Regions from separate parts of the Mus musculus genome. Here region 1 is linked to region 2. Evidence: chromatin contacts called from public HiChIP or PLAC-seq data. All regions are on one chromosome and are shown on one strand. The core of a region is the stretch at or near the end of the contact, and the rest is flanking DNA. Distances in the headings are between cores, read along the strand shown. Region 1 has its middle 24 kb from the start of Gm41036. Region 2 overlaps Gm35215 (a long non-coding RNA gene).

What was found. HiChIP or PLAC-seq counts read pairs in DNA pulled down with a chosen protein or histone mark.
Region 1: a FOXA1 HiChIP or PLAC-seq map of pancreatic cancer cells shows a contact between it and region 2. The contact joins two enhancer-like sites. A contact is called at or near these places in 4 of 484 Hi-C or Micro-C datasets (embryonic stem cells, frontal cortex, nephron progenitors and 1 more), 4 of 115 datasets of contacts at active chromatin or transcription factors (embryonic stem cells, memory CD8 T cells, pancreatic cancer cells and 1 more) and 1 of 9 other capture datasets (embryonic stem cells).

What each region holds. Positions count from the first base shown.
Region 1 is chr13:99,151,470-99,154,169 of GRCm38.p6, reverse strand. No RefSeq gene overlaps it. Among named protein-coding and RNA genes, the nearest start is that of Gm41036, 24 kb to the left of the region's middle. Within about 2 kb of position 1,404, at least 97 of the 459 cell types and tissues checked have an H3K27ac peak or open chromatin away from gene starts, as enhancers often do. A contact at or near this core is called in pancreatic cancer cells, where this site is marked.
Region 2 is chr13:98,941,254-98,943,953 of GRCm38.p6, reverse strand. All of the region lies in intron 1 of Gm35215 (a long non-coding RNA gene), which reads left to right. Among named protein-coding and RNA genes, the nearest start is that of Gm35215, 3.3 kb to the left of the region's middle. Within about 2 kb of position 1,408, at least 40 of the 459 cell types and tissues checked have an H3K27ac peak or open chromatin away from gene starts, as enhancers often do. A contact at or near this core is called in pancreatic cancer cells, where this site is marked.

The sequences.
Region 1 (2,700 bases), core at 155-2,654, 210 kb before region 2:
GCTGTCTTCATGCCTTTGCTGTTTGTAAGGCAGGATACAGGGATTTTTGTCAGGGCCAGCAGCCAGCCAACCCGGGACTGAGGGGTCTCTCTGCTTCTCTCCCTGTGGCTATCTAGTGTCCCCAAGAGTCATTCCAACCCTCCATCCCCCTGGAGTCTTTCTGCCTCTGTTACCCAGCCTGAGTCCACAGCTTCCAGAGATCAGTTTCCCACCTTCTCAGAACACGTCTCCTGAGAAGGCACAGGAAGGCTCATTTCTCCTGAAGCGTGGTTTTGGGGTTTTTTTTTTGGGGGGGGGTTGTTTTTCTTGTCATAAAGCAAGTTTCTAGTTTCCAACATTTTTAACTCAGAGCCCTGCTCAGCCACTCCTGTAACCTCAAGAAAATCCTTGCCAGGTAGTTTTCTTATGGGCAAATGAGACTTCCAAGGTCCTCAAAGGCTTTGAAGTTGGAGGATTGGCCCAAGGAGAACTAGCTTTGGTGTATTGTACAGAGCCACCCTAATGACAGCCTGTTGGGTTCTACACGCAGTTTCAGGGGTCCCTGGAAGGTGAAATCTGTGGGGTGTCACTAGAAAAAGATGCCGATCTTGATCTCTGATTTCCTCGATCCTAGTCACTCACATGTGCACCTGTTCTTCACATATACATGGAACTCTGATGGTGGCTGAGGTGGGGGAAGGAAATGGCTAGCACATTTGAGGCAATCTTGAATCCAGGTCATTTCCCTCAGCTGACTTATGCAGGGCCGAGCACAGGCCGCTATGTAACATACACGGTTAGATTCATACAGGAAACGGCACAGCTTCCAAATCACGCACTCGAGATCTTGACTGCATTTCTGTTGGTTTGTGTCTGGCTGACCTTAGGAAGGTCTTAACATTTCTGATTTTCCATGTTTTCCATTAAATAAGTACAGCGTCTCTTATCCCATGTAGCTCCGTTAGAACAGCGCTTGCGTAGTAGCTCTCTTGAAGCCCCGGGATTCAATCACCAGTGAGTGAAGCATAAAACTGGTCAGAGCAGTGAGTATCTATAATCCCAGCATTCAGTGGGGGGAAGATTAGAGGATTGGACGCTCAAGGTCACTCTCAGCTACACAGTGAGCTTGAAGCCAGCCTGGGTAACACGAAAATCTCTCCGGAAAAATAAAAGCTGGGGAGTGGGGAGAGGAAGGAAGGAGGGTGAGAATGAAGGTCCTTCAGAGTTCTTTAACGGTGAACAGTTTGTGTTGGACTAACACAGTAGCACTTTGTGGAGAGCTGCTGAGGTTCAGGAATCCAGCATGGGGGCTTCCCAAGCTACACCTGTCACCAAAACTGGCAGGAGCCAGATTGCCCTGCCTGTCCTAGACCTTCAGCGTAACCCCGCATGGTTCCCGTGGCTCCCGCTGCTGCTCTGATCCTTCTTAGGTCCCGCAAATCAAACGGGGACACCTACTGGTGCCCTCTCTCATGCCTGCAACTTCCTCGCTGGCTCTGGGAACGCTTTTTCTCCACGCTGCTTGAAGCATCAGCTTTGAGGACTCTCTCCACCCTAGGGTAAAGCAGCCTTTACGCTCGGTTCTGAAAACAGACCGGTGTGGCTTCCTCTGTACTCAGCTTTCCCTGTAGGCTCGCCGTCCCATCCTTCCAGCCCCAAGCCGCAGCCTCCCTCTGCTCTAGACCTTATAGACAACCTTTGGGCCACCTGCTGAGTTCTCACTTCTGGTGTGAGTCAAGTTCCTGTTACCGGCTGAGTCATCCTCTGGGCATCTTGTTTTGGCTCAGATTCCCAGCGGTGTCTGAGGTCCAGACCTGTGGTCTCAGCCTTGGCTGCACATTTGAATAAAGGGGAGAACTGATCAAATTGATCTTGAGCAAGTCCGGGGTGAGCATTTTTAACAGCCCCTCGATTCACTTCGCACGGGAACTGTCTCCTGAAATCCCGGCAAGGTTTTGCCTCCAACACCAAAAACAGTAAGCACAGAGTAAAAACTGAAAATGTAATCTCAAACAAGAATGGAAGAGGGTGATATATTCCTTACCTCTCATAACTGTCCGCAAATATTAACTTCTGAATTGACAATTTTGCAAACAGGGGCTGCAAATAAGCCCTTTCAGCCTTTTCGACTTTCAGATTTGAAAGTCATTTGAATCCTCACAAGGTCATTGTCATCTATTAAGATCAAATTTAAAGAGAAATGAGAGAGGGTGGGGTACTTGCTGCTCTTCCAGAGGTAAGTTATGTTTCCAGCTCCCATGTTCTATAACTTCTGTCTATAACTCTGGCTCCAGGGACTTGATTCCCCTTTCTGGCCTTTTCAGATCTCCCCCCCCCCTCTCACACACACACACTCTCTCTCTCTCACACACACACACTCTATCTCTCACACACACACTCTCTCTCACACACACTCTCCCTCTTGCTCTTTCTCTCTCTCTCTCTCTCTCTCTCTCTCTCTCTCTCTCTCTCTCTCTCACACACACACACACACACACACACACACACACAGAGGGGGGGGGGTGGGAATGAAGGAATTAGGGCCTCTTGAAGGATGTGACTCCTGGTTTGGTTATTCAGTCTTTCTGAGACGATGGGGTAAATATCAATTTTTAAATTCTGCCTATTTCAAGTGTTTGGTTCACTCGGTGATGTGAACTATCCGATGACAAACTTAGCAGTAAAAGTGATAACAGCTGAGAAGTGTTTATCTTCCTTTCA
Region 2 (2,700 bases), core at 159-2,658:
TTTGGGACAAGACCTACCAACACTCATAAATGATCCAAATACATAAAAACACGGAGAAGACCCAAAAGGACAGGTAACTCTTGAGAAATGTCTGGCCCGTACTCTGGCAGCCAGGGGAAAGAAACCTTAACCTAACTGTGGCTGAACAACTTTTATTTCTGGAACGAATAAATCATAACGCGTTTAACCATTTTGTACTGCAGAACACGTGGTTCCCCACATGCTTTCTTTTTTACAATGTAAATGTTGATGCTACCAGAAGTTTTGGAGTCTTTTCTCCTAAAGAAGCGACTCAATACAGGAATAATGAATACAGAAATTTCAAATCCTAGCTCTTTCCTTGACTAGCTATGTGATTTTAAGTAATTATCCATTCACCCCAGTTTTCTCCTGTGTAAATTGGGGATAATGAACATCCGGCTTCACTTCTGCTTTGAAGATGAAGCCACTGTATACTTACATGTTCATGGATTGAAAAAATAACACTGGTCTGGTAGTATAGGCCTCATCCCAGAGACTCAGGAGGCAAGAACATCACTAGGTCAGGATCTACCTTGGCTTCGGAGTAAATTCAAGTCCAGCCTGGGCAACTTAGTGAGACTGTCTCAAAAATATGGAATGAGGGTTGGGGAGATAGTTCAGTGGTAGTGACTAGCCTGGCATGTGTATGACCTTGAGTCTAAGTCCAGGGACCAATGCTTAAACCTCCCTAAAGGAAAAGGTCCTTTATGCATGGATAACACCCTACGTGATAACTGCTATAGCATTAAAGACCGAAACTTGACTTATTCTTAGTTGCAATAGGGCATGCATGCTATTCTGTTCTTGATTTCTAATCCTAAGTCACTCTTTAAATTACTTTATTGCATCAATCTATATTGACAGTGGTGATGCCTCTGTGATCTTGTGTGGCTTCTTCATAATTTTATGACATGCCCTTAAGCATATTAAATGTCACATATTACTGTACTGTTGCTTTCAATGTGGATGTATGTAATTGCAACTAAAAACTTTTAAAATTTTATTATTATTATTATTATTATTATTTTACTTATTCACTTTACATCCTGCTCACTGCCTCACCTCCCGGTCACCCTCCTCCCACAATCCCTCCTCCATCCTTCCTCCTGTTTCCTGAGTGTGTGGGGGCCCCTGGGTATCCCCCTACCCTGGCATCAAGTCTCAGCAGGGCTAGGTGCATTCTCTCCCACTCTAAGTCTAGACAAGGCAGCCCCGCTAAAAGAACATATACCAGTTACAGGCAACAGCTCCTGGGGTAGCCCCCACTCCCACCCCACCCCACCCCCACTCCAGTTGTTTGGGACCCGCATAAAGAGCAAGCTGTACATCTGCTACAGGCAGCTCTTTCCTGGTTGGCCTGTTCTCCGTGCACTTTTGCTCCCTAGTGATTGCTGCAAGGCCTTCGCTTTCTCTAAAGTCTGACAAATTCAAAATGCTGTTCCTTCAGCTGTCAAATTCCCTTCAAGGAATTTCCCCTGTCTCTTGTTTTCTTTCTTCTCTCGTTGTTTTGTTTGTTTGTTTGTTTTTGTTATGTTTGTTTGATTCGAGGCATTTAAAACATTCATGGAAGCCCGTGCTTCCAGCTTCTATTTTTTTCCACCACCACTTCCTCTCCTCTTTTTTTTTTAAATTTTTTTTCCTCACCACTAGATTTGTTAATATTTAACTCCCTGTAGTTTTGTCCTTAAGGGCAGACTGTTAACCATCTATGTACCTGTGCAGCTAGCCTAGCTCCAGCGCTTGATCAACAGCCAATAAATAGCTGTGCAGTGAATAACGAAGGCGTAAGCAGAAGTCCATAGACCACAGAAGTGCACACGAAGGCCACGTTTCTTTAACAGCCAAGTTAGGGAAACCACACACCTACATGTTATAGCCTCTGAGAAACCTGCTTCTCCCTGGGATTGGCCTCCTGGGGGGCCATTACTGCTCCACAAATGCAGTCATTGTCTTGTTATCACTGCGTCCCAGAGGGTCACTCCTGTTATCTGGTAGCTTCTCCAGAATGACATTCTGTCCTATTAGTTTCTCTTCCAAGAATGGACTTTGAGCTCTCTCTTAAGTCTCCAAGGGGCACTCTTGCAAGAGAAACGCAGTTAAGGGCTCGAGCTATGGAGCTCAATGGAAGAGTGTTTGCCCAACATGTATAAGGAACTGGGTTGATCCCCAGAACCACAAAAAGTGATTGATTGATTAATCAATTGACAAAAATGTGCTGCAGATTTTTTGTTTGTTTATTTGTTTTGTTTTGTTTTGTTTTGTTTTGAGACAGGGTTTCTCTGTGTAGCCCTGGCTGTCCTGGAACTCACTTTGTAGACCAGGCTGGCCTTGAACTCAGAAATCCGCCTGCCTCTGCCTCCCGAGTGCTGGGATTAAAGGCGTGTGCCACCACGCCCGGCTGTAGATTTTTATTATTGTTTTTTGTTTGTATTGTTTCAAGACAGTGTCTCACTGTATAGCCCTGGCTGTCCTGGAATTCACTATGTAGAGTTACAGAGACCCACGCAGCCTCCTGAGGGCTGGGATCAAGCGCATTCACTGCCACCATGACCAGCAGATTTAGATGTGAAAAAGCAAATATACTATGGATGCCAGCAACTACTGGAACACCCAGTATACAATGTCCAGTTCACCCCTACTAGCAGAAATCTCCAGACAGCTCCACACTCTAGACCAGAG